Regions from separate parts of the Mus musculus genome. Here regions 2 and 3 are each linked to region 1. Evidence: chromatin contacts called from public Hi-C data. All regions are on one chromosome and are shown on one strand. Each heading gives the region's core, a stretch centred on a gene start, on an enhancer-like site or on the middle of the called end of the contact. The rest is flanking DNA. Distances are from core to core; before and after follow the strand shown. Region 1 overlaps Chchd6 (coiled-coil-helix-coiled-coil-helix domain containing 6). Region 2 has its middle 8.7 kb from the start of Gm36268. Region 3 has its middle 19 kb from the start of Gm36639.

Evidence for each region. A called contact is a pair of places that touch in the nucleus more often than the background predicts.
Region 2: a Hi-C map of bone marrow-derived macrophages shows a contact between it and region 1, with 11 read pairs. The contact joins two enhancer-like sites. A contact is called at or near these places in 1 of 39 promoter capture datasets (pre-B cells), 7 of 484 Hi-C or Micro-C datasets (the C10 cell line, CD8 T cells, bone marrow-derived macrophages and 4 more), 3 of 115 datasets of contacts at active chromatin or transcription factors (bone marrow-derived dendritic cells, embryonic basal ganglia and epiblast stem cells) and 1 of 9 other capture datasets (embryonic stem cells).
Region 3: a contact with region 1 is called in a Hi-C map of bone marrow-derived macrophages, with 13 read pairs. The contact joins two enhancer-like sites. A contact is called at or near these places in 3 of 484 Hi-C or Micro-C datasets (the AML12 cell line, the G1E-ER4 cell line and bone marrow-derived macrophages) and 2 of 115 datasets of contacts at active chromatin or transcription factors (embryonic basal ganglia and large pre-B cells).

The regions. Positions count from the first base shown.
Region 1 is chr6:89,578,042-89,581,813 of GRCm38.p6, forward strand. All of the region lies in intron 1 of Chchd6 (coiled-coil-helix-coiled-coil-helix domain containing 6), which reads right to left. Among named protein-coding and RNA genes, the nearest start is that of Chchd6, 16 kb to the right of the region's middle. Within about 2 kb of position 1,915, at least 9 of the 459 cell types and tissues checked have an H3K27ac peak or open chromatin away from gene starts, as enhancers often do. A contact at or near this core is called in bone marrow-derived macrophages, where this site is marked.
Region 2 is chr6:88,923,924-88,927,695 of GRCm38.p6, forward strand. No RefSeq gene overlaps it. Among named protein-coding and RNA genes, the nearest start is that of Gm36268, 8.7 kb to the left of the region's middle. Within about 2 kb of position 2,093, at least 215 of the 459 cell types and tissues checked have an H3K27ac peak or open chromatin away from gene starts, as enhancers often do. A contact at or near this core is called in bone marrow-derived macrophages, where this site is marked.
Region 3 is chr6:89,041,174-89,044,945 of GRCm38.p6, forward strand. No RefSeq gene overlaps it. Among named protein-coding and RNA genes, the nearest start is that of Gm36639, 19 kb to the left of the region's middle. Within about 2 kb of position 1,883, at least 65 of the 459 cell types and tissues checked have an H3K27ac peak or open chromatin away from gene starts, as enhancers often do. A contact at or near this core is called in bone marrow-derived macrophages, where this site is marked.

The DNA of each region.
Region 1 (3,772 bases), core at 665-3,164:
ATTAAAGTTCTGTTTATCAAAAAACATTCTAAAGCAACTGAAAAGATAACCCACAAAATGGACTAAGCATTTGCAAATAATACCTAACAGATATCTAGGATATATAAGGAGATCCTACAACTTACAATAAAAACAAAAATGGCCCAACGGCCTGAAAAGTGAGTGGTGTGGTTTAGCTCAGTGTCCCTGAAGATCTACATGCTTAAGACTGGTCCTTAAGTGATACTACTGGGAGGTGGTGGAAGCTTTAGACAGAAGAGTCCAGTAGAAGGTCCTTAAGTCACTGGCATGTGCCCTCAGAGGAGTTGAGGGGTCCCATTCTGTTCTCTCCTTCCTTCCTGTCTTATAAAGTGAGCATTTTGTTATGGCACATATTCCCATGATGCACCGCTCTCACCAGTGCCCAGAGCAAGGAGACCAGCAGTCATAGAGCAGACTCATGAGCTAAGGTAAAGTCTCCTGATGCCTTAACTATCTTGGGTATTTGGTCACAGTAACCCAATGCCAATACCATGGACAAAAGATATGAGCAGAAAGTTATCTAGCAAAAATAGACAGAGAGCCAAGAAGAACAAGAGCAGTCATTTAATATCAGTCATTACAGAGATAAAAAATAAAGAAAGGCATGCTGAGAGAACACTTCACATCCATCAGAGCAGCTGTGTCTGATCAGAACAGTACGTCTGCACAGCTACAGAGATCAGAAGACTTGTACAATGCGGGGTATAACATAGTATAGGCAGGACTGGAAAGAGTCTGGAAGGGTTTCCAGAGGTTAAACATAGAGTTACCCAAATGATCCAGCAGTTCTAACAATCAGCTCAAGCCAAAGAGAAAGGAAGCATGCCCACACATGCTTCTACACTAATGTTCACAACAGCTTATCCAGAGTGGCCAATAAGAGAGCACCTAGATGTTCAACTAACGTATGAAAGTAAGTAAATAAAAATATAAACATCTATACAATGGAATACTATTGAATAATAAAAAGGAATGAAATATTGATGCATACTATCATATGGACAATCCCAGAAAACATGCTATGTGAAAGAAGCTAAACATAGACATCCACAGCCTGCATAACATAAACCTATGTGGTCTATCCATCCAGGAAAATCTCCAGACACAAAAACAATTATCAGCAGCTTGGGGCAAGGAATAGATTATACATTATGCTGATCATATTTCATGAGAGAGAGAGAGAGAGAGAGAGGAGAGGGGAGGGGAGGGGAGGGGAAGGGGAAAGGGAAGGAAAGGGAAGGGAAGGGAAAGGAAGGGAAGGGAAAGGAGACGAGAGAGGAGAGAGAACACAAACATGAACAACCCAGTGGCAGTTGTCTTGTCTAATAGGAATGAATGAGAGCTGGGACTTAAAGAAGAGGAAAAAAATGTGATTCCCACATTATTGAAAGAACATGGATAAAGGAGAAATGAAGAGAAACCACTAAGAAAATAATACACTACTGTGTGGATACCAAAAATCCTGAGATCAAAAAAGGGAAAGAGCCTTCAGAGGTCATGTTCCTTCTCTGAACACAACTGGGAAGTGAAGGTCAGTTTCAGAGCAAGAAACAGCAGACACATACTGAAGTCAGTGTACTAGGGTACACTGAGTATAGTATTCCCGAAGGGAGCCTCTGAGGTGAGAACATAACAAGATGGAAAGAGTATGTGGCCATCCTACCACCGTGCAGGAAACAGCTCCTGAAAGCTGATTTTTAAGTTTTCAGAAAATTTAGCAAACTAATTGACATCATGATAGCTGTTTGAAATTGACCTGGGAGGGAGTATTTCTACTACAGAAATCCAGAAATCAGAAAACACTACCAATTGGTTCTTGAGGGGAGGGCAGGGAGTAGATCAGGGTAAGAGGTCAACCCTGACTCCAGGAGAAGAGGAAGTCAAAGTCGAGGGCTGCCACGGTGAGTCACAGGCTCTGATTTGCCAGCCCTGGCATAGGTGGCATCAACAGAACCACACTGCCTGGTGAATGAAGGGTTAAGGAAAACATTGGCACAGTTCTTGTTGGCGGTAAGAAATTTGTAATATTTTTTAATGTTGCTACAAAATACAGCAAGTAATATTTTTAATCAACAAACACACACACACAGTAGTCATGCGAGAATAAACACCATCTGGGCAATGCTCCCTGCACCAACAAAACCAGAACAGAGGCCTCCAAAGCCAGACAGGGCTGGGTGCTCAGTGCCACTAGACCTCTTGTCACTATACCACCAGAGGAAGAAAGAAAGTGTTCCATGTGGCCAGCAGAGAGCTGTGGCAAGGGATAAGGGACAAAGATCTCTTCCTATCTCTGCGCTTCCCTTTCCTGACCTAAGTCAGAAGCATGCTCAGGCTACTGGCTTCCACAGAGCTCAGGAGAAAGAGTCCTGCAGTCAGGCCCATCTGGGTCTGAATTCTAGCTAAGCTGCATGACATTGGGCAGGGGCCTTCTTATCTCTAAATCAGTTTCTTCATCTGTGATATGGAAATAATGTAAGTGACTCCAGGGCTTCACTGAGGTAAACTGCAGAAAGCATTTGCACACACACACACACACACACAAAACCATAAATGCTAGCTATTCAGTGTGACTGGTACATACCAAACCAACATGGGTTATAGTTCAGGCCACACACATGCCAAGTGCACAGAGGTAAATGAAAGGATTGAACCAAGGAACTTTGAAAGCGGTGTGCCCAGGCTCTCCTGACCTTGTGCAAGTCTCTTCCCATAGTGCCCAGAATCCACACACAATGATTGTAGGTTCTATTTAATACACCTTCTGGGTCTGATAACATCCAAGTCTGATACCTGGACCTGAACTCATGCTGTTGTAGCAAGGGACCCTAAGGAGAAGGGGTCTGTTCCTGACACTGTGGCATGCTAGGCTGACACTTCCAAAATTCCCCAGAGTGAGGTAAAGTCCAAGAAGGACCTCTTTCCTACTTTTTCCAGCCACTCATAAAGAACTATGCAGATAGTTACATAGTCTGGGCAAGTCATATGGCCACCCTGTAAATGAAAGTTGTGAGGAGCCAGTGCTGCCTTACCAAGGGAAGTACCCAACAGAAGAACTATTGACAGATGAGCTGCATCCTGTAATCCAACTAAAGAAGATCAGAGTCAAAGGAAGTACAGTGTATGCACTAATGTGCCAGGGAGCAAATGCCTGGCACCCCTCACACCCACCTCCCAGCCCTGGTAATCAAGGTGCAAAGCAGATGAAGAAGCTACCCCAGCACAGCAGGCCACTGGAATTCTGGGTCCATGTTTTAAACGGTGTTCCTCTGTGCTGGAGCAATAGAGTATTTGTTCTCAAGAGCAAGAAGGCATGCTCGAGATACAGCTCTCTCCATATGACCCTCAGACACACATGGCTCACACACATGGCTCACACAGGCAGCAAGGCAGAAATAGGTAGAGATGGCAAGTGAGCTAAAAAAAACAGGGAACACAACCGAGTCCAGAGTAGGCTAAGCACAAGGAAACTTGTCACATCTCCCTGACCAAAACCCTGCCTCCACCTCCCACTCTCAGTACTCTGCCTGATTTCTCTTCATGGAACTTCACAATCTGACACAACATACATTTGATTTCTTGTCCACCAGCACCAGAATATAAGCCCCAATCATGACAGCTAGGATTCCACTTTGCTCTAGCTGCATCCTCGGTGCCTGAAAAAGTCCCGAGGCGCATTAGAAATGCTAAAATACTTGTTAAATTAAATATGTAGTAAAGGTTCATGTACATAACACTACATGCAGGCAAC
Region 2 (3,772 bases), core at 843-3,342, 650 kb before region 1:
AACATCAGAGGGGTGTGCTTACAGTAAGAACCTAGAGAATTTATAATTAACAATAATAGTGATTTTTAACAGTGCCCAGCACCATCCCAGCACTCGAGGGTTAGTGGGGTCTCCTCCTCTGTCTCAGGCTTCTCAGAACCATTGTAGCTGTCCACCTGGTGGCTAGGGAGTTGCCACAGTGTCATTGGCCCAACCATTTCAGTCTTATCCTGCCTTTGGCCAAAGGGAATCTGTGTTTGAGCATAGAACACCCAAGCAGGCTGGAAGGCCAGAGAGTGCAGGGAGAAGGTGAACCTTTTCTTCCAATGGCTCCAACACTTCCAGCCCATGGCAGGCAGTGACACTGATAGGGGACACCCAATCCTCAGGCCCTGCCTGGCCAGTGGGCCTAGTAATGTTCCTGATGGCCAAGGTATCAAGTCAGGCCCATTGGTGAAGAGTTGGCTCATCTTCAGCATCTTCAGTCTTTACTGCCCTGATGCCTTGATCACTGAGCTCTGGATTTTGTTTTTGTTCATTTCTTTGCTCACTATGTTGCACTGGCTTGCCAGGAGTTCCCTTTGTAGACCAGGCTGGCCTGGAACTCAGGCTCCTCTGCTTGAGTCTGGGTAATGCTTCCTAGTGGTGAGATGTTTGTCCCAGGTCTCAGGCCAACTCAACCTCAGAGCAGGAGCAGCTGTGGCTATGGACACACCACCACACCCTGCTTTCCCTGGCTGCCCAGGTCACACAGGAACTCCAGTGAGCTACAGCTCCTCCCACATTTTGCTCAGGGGAAAAAGCTTCCAGGCTGGGGAAAGACTTAGTCTGCTCCCACCCATGAGGCAGGCGCAGACGATGGCTGAGCAATTTTAGAGGGAGGGAGAGAAAGCATACAGAGCCCATTATGCAAAACCACAGGAAAGCTTTGAGGGCACCTCCAGGAACCTCTAGCCTAAAAGAAAATACAAAACACTCAGACACACAGACACAGACACACACAGACACACACAGACACACACACACACACTTCAAAGGATTTTAAAATGTGGCACCAAAAAAAGATAAAAGAAAAAAAAACCACACCCTTTGACCTATAAATTCCATCTCTGGGCACGTGGCCGAGGAGAGAATTAAGGACATGTGCCAAGGCTTAGCTTGAAGGAATGTCCCTGCAGAGCAGCCTGTAATAACAAAATGCTGGCAACAGTCTAGACTCCAGTGAGGGAGTGGTTACATCTGCTTTGGCTAGAAAGCACAATGGCATGCTATTCAGCTCTCAAAGGACTGGCAGGGCTGTTTACCCGGGAAGATAAGCATCATTTATTATTGAGCAAAAAAGAAAAGCAGCTTGCAGAGGGAGGAATGTGTAAAGATTGGCATATCAAGATATCATCTGCTAAAGCAGAGAGCTGGAAGTACCCTTAATGTCCAACAAGAGGGGATTCACTGTGAAGTGACACACAGGCTTTCAGGAGAGCCACAGGGGTTCAAGATACATTCTGATGAAGAAGAGACTCCAGACGGAGTGTAATGGAGAGGTATAACAGGCAGAGCCAAGCTTAGAGTGCATGTGTGTGTGTGTGTCCATCTGTCCTTATGTCCACATCTCTCTATATGCATAAAGAAATCTTGCAAGGATTCAGTGGGCGTGCTTATCTTGGGGGCAGGGTGGGAGCCAGGTGTGGAAAGGGATCCTTTCTACTACAGACCCATTATTCCAAGTTCTGTGTGTCCTCTCTTGCAAAGTCTACATTAAAAACAAAAGACCAGACAGCACAGGCATGCGCAGGAGAGCTCCATACAGAGGGGCCCATCCACAGGGCTGCTGAGCACCTGCTCATTTCCTCCACGCGTTTGTCAGAGCACCTGCATCTGTGAGAGTTCTCAGGGCCTCCTCTGTCTAAGGCCTGTGAGAGGCTAGGCTTAAAGGGCTGGGATACTGTGAGGGAGAGCTTGGCTGTGAGCAGGGCCCCCTGGGGGGGGGGAGGGATCTGCCTCTTTGTTCTTGCTGGCTGCCATGCTAATTTTCTGTTAGGCTACTGAGGCTACTGAGAATCACCCCTGTGACACCCTCCACCAGGAACAGAGTGATTAGGTGTCACAATGCTTCCTATTGAATAGAGACCCTCCCCCTGCCCCCCAGTGTGTCTCTAGGAGACCCATGACCTCTTGGCCTCTTCCCTGCCTGAGGAGACTGATGGGAGGGGAAGGGGCACAAAGGCAGGGGCTTGACAGTGCATGGGACCTGCCTGACTGGATGCCGCTCAAAGCAGGGCTCATGGCCAGACCCTGACTTTGGCCCTGTGTGCAGCAGCCCTCTTCCAGCCTGCTGCTCCCAATCTGCAGTTGCTCATTCATGCAGACATTTACTAAATACCTACTATGTGCCAGTCAGTGCTCTAGGCTCTGGTGGTGTATAGAATAGACAGGGCCCCTGTCCTCTGGGCTGTGTTCTACTAGAAATCACAGATAACAGGCAAATAAATAGCCTGGATGAGAAGGGGGGGGGGTGATGTAAAGAGGCTATTGTTAGCTGGGGAGGCAGTGGAGACTAAGGCCATAAAGGAGAGAAGATACAGGCAGAGTTGCTTCCCAACATACCCAGAATGCCAGTTTAGGCAAAACCAAATGTTAGGACTAAACTACGGAGTCCAGGAAGAGTTAGAGGAGGCTGGTCTTGTCTGTGTGTGCTGGGATAGTCCTCTTTGAAGGAGGACAGGTTACCTGCATTGACTCAGAGTGGAAAGGGAACTGCCAGTGTTATTCAGCACAGTAGTGGACATCCCCAGACTCCTGGCCATGGGTCTTCATGGCGTTTGCTGAAGGCTAGGGTGGCTGGACTCCCAGGATACTGTGGAGCAGGGAGGTGGGTCTACTCCCTGGGTGTGAGTCCTGACCTCCAGCTCTAGCTTCCCCTCCCTGTAACAGGGTGAGTCTCCTGTTCTTAGAGGTAGTCCAGTGAAGGTTGGACAGCCAGCCCAGAGGCTTCCCAGTGCAGTCTGGGGCATACTGCTGCACTGGGTACTCACAGCCCTCCCCAGCCAGAGGCCCTCTTCCTGTGACATAGCAGAGCTTATGTAACACCAGCTCCTGGGCAGGGTGTTGTCAGCAGTTCCAAGGAGACAATGCCCTAGCTCCCAGGGTGTAACTGTAGAGACACCCTGTGTCTGTAGGACCCGTCATTGTGTGCTGGGTCCGTCCTTGGTGGTGTTGGCAGCTCAGGAGGGTTGTTTCCACAATGCTGCAGGCACACCCGAGGGCACACTGCATTTCTGATGGTGACTAATGGTGCCTGCAGCCTGCAGATCTCTGGTTCACTCATCATTTGTAGAGACAGCCTTGTCCAGCTCAGGGCCATTTGGGCTTTTTTTTTTCGTTCCCCTGCAGACCTTCTGCTCCGAGTCTCCACTGTTTTTCTCCTGTGAGGCTGTTCTCTGTGCTGACCTCTCATTCGGCTTGTGAAGGGCTGCAATTTCCCATTTGTCATGTGACTTTGTTTTTCCTTTGCTTTAAGTGTACTTTAAATCTGAAGCCCGTTCCTGGGCTGTCCTCTTCCAAGCCCGGCAGAACCTTCTCCAGGTTCTGAAAGGAAGCTGCAGAAGATGGGAGGCTTAGTGGGAATCCAGCATGGTTGGAGACTTGGGGTGCCTGCATTCTGCTTGTCCCACCACAGTGGCTGGCACACCAGTGGGGACCCCAGGCCTTGCCCTTCAGTACCAGATAGAGGTTCTGAGGTCCAGAATCTCTGGCTGCATAGACAGCACCACACACCTTAGGAAACATAACCCAG
Region 3 (3,772 bases), core at 633-3,132, 540 kb before region 1:
AATGGCGGGTGCACTGTGAAGAGAGGAGGAACTGGAGACATGATGATGGAGAGGAACAGCTTGTTGTGAGGAGCCTGTGCTGCCACCTGAGGCCATGGTGAGGTCCCAGCCTGTGCTGCCACTGAGGGCCACATCTGGGTCCATGGTCTTGAAGCAGCAGGGGTCTGTGTTGATGTCTGTGGCCCATGTAACCACCAAAGGTCATGTGAATGTCCAGTCCGTAATCTGAGCTACCTCCAGGGCCAGTTTGATGTTTGAGTGCTGTGCAGAGTGGGCCCCACCCTTCACCAGCTGTGGAACTTGAGAGAGCTGCTCCACCCTTTGCCTGGGCAGCATAAGAGAGCAGGCCCCAGCCCTCACCTGGGCAGCCTGGGAGAGCTGGCTCTGCCTTGAGGGTGTGAACTCTGGAGAAGTGCCCCCTCACCCTCACCCCTGGATACCTATGGCAAGCAGGAAAGCTGTGTAATTGTCTTCCCCCTTCCCATCTTGCCTCCTCATCCCCCACCGCAACTGGGCAGTGTGGGAGGGCTGGCCCTGGTGGTGTGGGTGTGGGAGAATTACCATCAATGGTAGAACTGGTCCTGGGTATGACATGTCCCCACAGGCCAGTCTAAGAATACTCATGAGGGTATTATTCATAATAGCCCAGAAGTGGGGACAAGCCAAATGTGGCTCACACATCTAGTGGAATACTATTTTTTTTTAAGATTTATTTATTATTTATTATATGTAAGTACACTGTAGCTATCTTCAGACACTCCAGAAGAGGGAGTCAGATCTCATTATGGATGGTTCTGAGCCACCATGTGGTTGCTGGGATTTGAACTCCGGACCTTCAGAAGAGCAGTCGGGTGCTCTTACCCACTGAGCCATCTCACCAGCCCGTGGAATACTATTTAGCCATGCAGAAGACTGAAGAAAGTGTTTCTGTAATGATTGATCTTTAAGACACTGTGCTGAGTGGAAAGCTGGTCAGGAGAGATCAGGAATCATGTGACTCTGTTGGTAGGGCAGCAGATGCACAGAGCGGGACAGCGGGTTAGTGACTTCTGGGAGCTGAAGGAATGGCACGAGGAACGACTTAGAGATACCAAGTTTCCTTGGGTGTGATTAAAAGAAGTGAACATTCTAGAAACTGTTGGCATGTCCATTTTAAAGTGGCAAGTGTTATGTTACAGAGTTTTATCTCAATTAAAATGAAACTTTAAAGATCCATGTGTCCACAGTGGTTCTACCAGGTATGGAGGAAGAGGCTGATGCTGTGGAGCCTGGATGCCCGTGGTGAGGAGAGACCTAGGTCTCTCTTAAGCTGGGGTGCTCTCTGCCCCGAGTGCTGCCAGGAAGGTTGCGGCTCACAGCTCTGGGCTGGGATACACACCCACTAAGACGTGTCACCTGGGGAAGCTGTGCGCCAGCTTGGCGTGGGTGGCTTCTGTCAGTCGTGCTTGCCGGGAGACACCTGGGGCGCCAACTTCTGGGCCACCACCCGCCAGAGAGACAGGCAGCCTGCTGCCTCGCCTCCCTGTTTGCACAGCCTGGCTTCATTAGTGGGGAGGTGAGGATCTAATTTCCTTCAAACAAATGCCGGGGGTTGGTGCTTCCCTCCAACAATGAGCAGTGGCAGACGGTGAGAAATCTGCTCACACCTTCTGGGTCGGGGTGGGGAGTGGCTCAGGCGTGGCTGCCGGTGAGGCAAACCCGGTGTGCCTGGCCTGTGCTTCCTCGTGCCCCGACTGCAGAGGAAAAGATGCATCCAACCCATCTGTAGTGGAGGGGCCAAGACGAGGGGTCTTTCAACAGCGTTTCCACGGGTTCTGAGTCAAGAAGCCATGAACTTTTGGCCTTTCGGGTGTGGTGTAGGCCCGGATGCTGCGGCAGAGCCCAGCAGCAGGCTTGTGGTAGGAGGAAGTAGATACTGAGGAGGGGTTGCTGGAGCAAAGGCAGCCTCTGTGACTGCTGCAGCACAAAACTGCCCCATTGTAAGGTTAGTCACAGGACAAGGGCCACACATTCAAGGCCCTAGCACATGCTCTGGGAAGATCCCTCAGGGGGCTCACCCAGGGCCTTGACCAGCACACTCTAGCAGGGCATCAACTAGATAGTGACATTCCCCCACAGTCTTGTGAGCCATGCGTAAGCTCTACCACAGTCAACTGTCTTAAGATGCGGTCTCTGTTAGGTCCTGGAGAAACAATAGGGAAGGTTGGCATCTCTAAGAAACCCTCTTGGTGTTCAGGGAGGTCGTGACCACCTAGCTCATATGCATACAGCACCCAGGCTACCTTTTCGGTCCTCATGGTATTTGGCCCTCTGGTTCAAGGACTGGGAGGGGTTTTCCAGCTGTGATGAGCTGCCACAAACCAGGTTCTACTTGTGTTAGGTGTCCTGATGCTGCACCTGGCTGATGTGGAGAGGGTCTCTAACAGCCATCAGCGATTACACTCTGTTACCTATGGTTTCCACCTGGGCCAGGAGTTCTCTGTAGTGTGGATTTTCTTGCCATATGCTCCAGGGTCTGTGGAGTGTGTGTGTGTGTGTGTGTGTGTGTGTGTGTGTGTGTGTGTGTGTGAATGTATGTCTCTGTGTGAATGTGGGGCCAGAGAGCAATGGTTGATACCAGTTATCTCCTGGGGTGCCTCTCTACCTTATTTTTTGAGACAATGTCTTTCATTGAACCTAGAGCTCTACAAGCTGATGAGTCTGGGGGCCATGAGTGCCAGGGATCCACCGGCCTCCCCCGTGTGCAGGCCTCCAGGAGCAGAGGCTGAAAGGGAGCAGGGATGAGGCGTGCCCCAGAGAAGGAGGGGATAGGGAATCAAGACTCTTTTGTGAGTGAAGGTCATCCCTGAGGGTGGTAAGTCTGTCACAGCTCTAGCCCTCATGGAAGTTATCCTAGGAGAAAAGCAAGCAGCTAAAAAAAGAAATAAAGTAAGTTGGTACATAACTGTAATCCCAGTAGCCAGGAATAGAGAGAGCAGGTGCAGAAGTTCAAGGTTATCTTCGGCTACATAGCAAGTTCAAAGCCAGCCTGGGCTACGTAGGATTCTATCTCCAAAAATTAAAACAAAAAACCAACCAACCAAAAAACCCCAAACCTAACCCCCCCAAAACAACAAACAAACAGACAAACAAACAAAAACAACTCCCTAAGTTATGAAGGGTACTAAGAAGACAATGCTAGGATGTTGGGGAAGAAGGGGACAAAGAATCTGTTAGTGTTAAAGCCAGCTAGCACCAGGCAGGACAAAACAGAGGCAGGGCATGGGGAAGCACATTTTTTGTTTTGTTTTTCGAGACAAGGTTTCTCTGTGTAGTCCTGGCTGTCCTGGAACTCACTTTGTAGACCAGGCTGGCCCCAAACTCAGAAATCCGCCTGCCTCTGCCTCCCGAGTGCTGGGATTAAAGGCGTGTGCCACCATGCCCGGCTGGGGAAGCACATCTTAAATCTGGGGTACTCAGAACTGATGAGCCCTAAGATTGCCACGAGATGACTAGGATTATACAATACAGAATAGGAGGGAAGGCTGGTGTATCAGTTACTTTCTAGCACTGTGATCAAACATCATGACCAAAGCGATTTATGGAAAAGTTCATTTTGGCTTACAGTTCCAGAGAAAGTCTAAAATAGCAGGAAAGTTCAGACAGCAGACCACGGGAGCAGGAATCTGAGAGATCACATAATTAGCCACACACAGGAAGCAGACAGGTGGAGCTGGAGGTTGGAGGAGGCTCAAAACCAGGGGATCTCAGCCTTCCTAATGCTGTGGTGTCT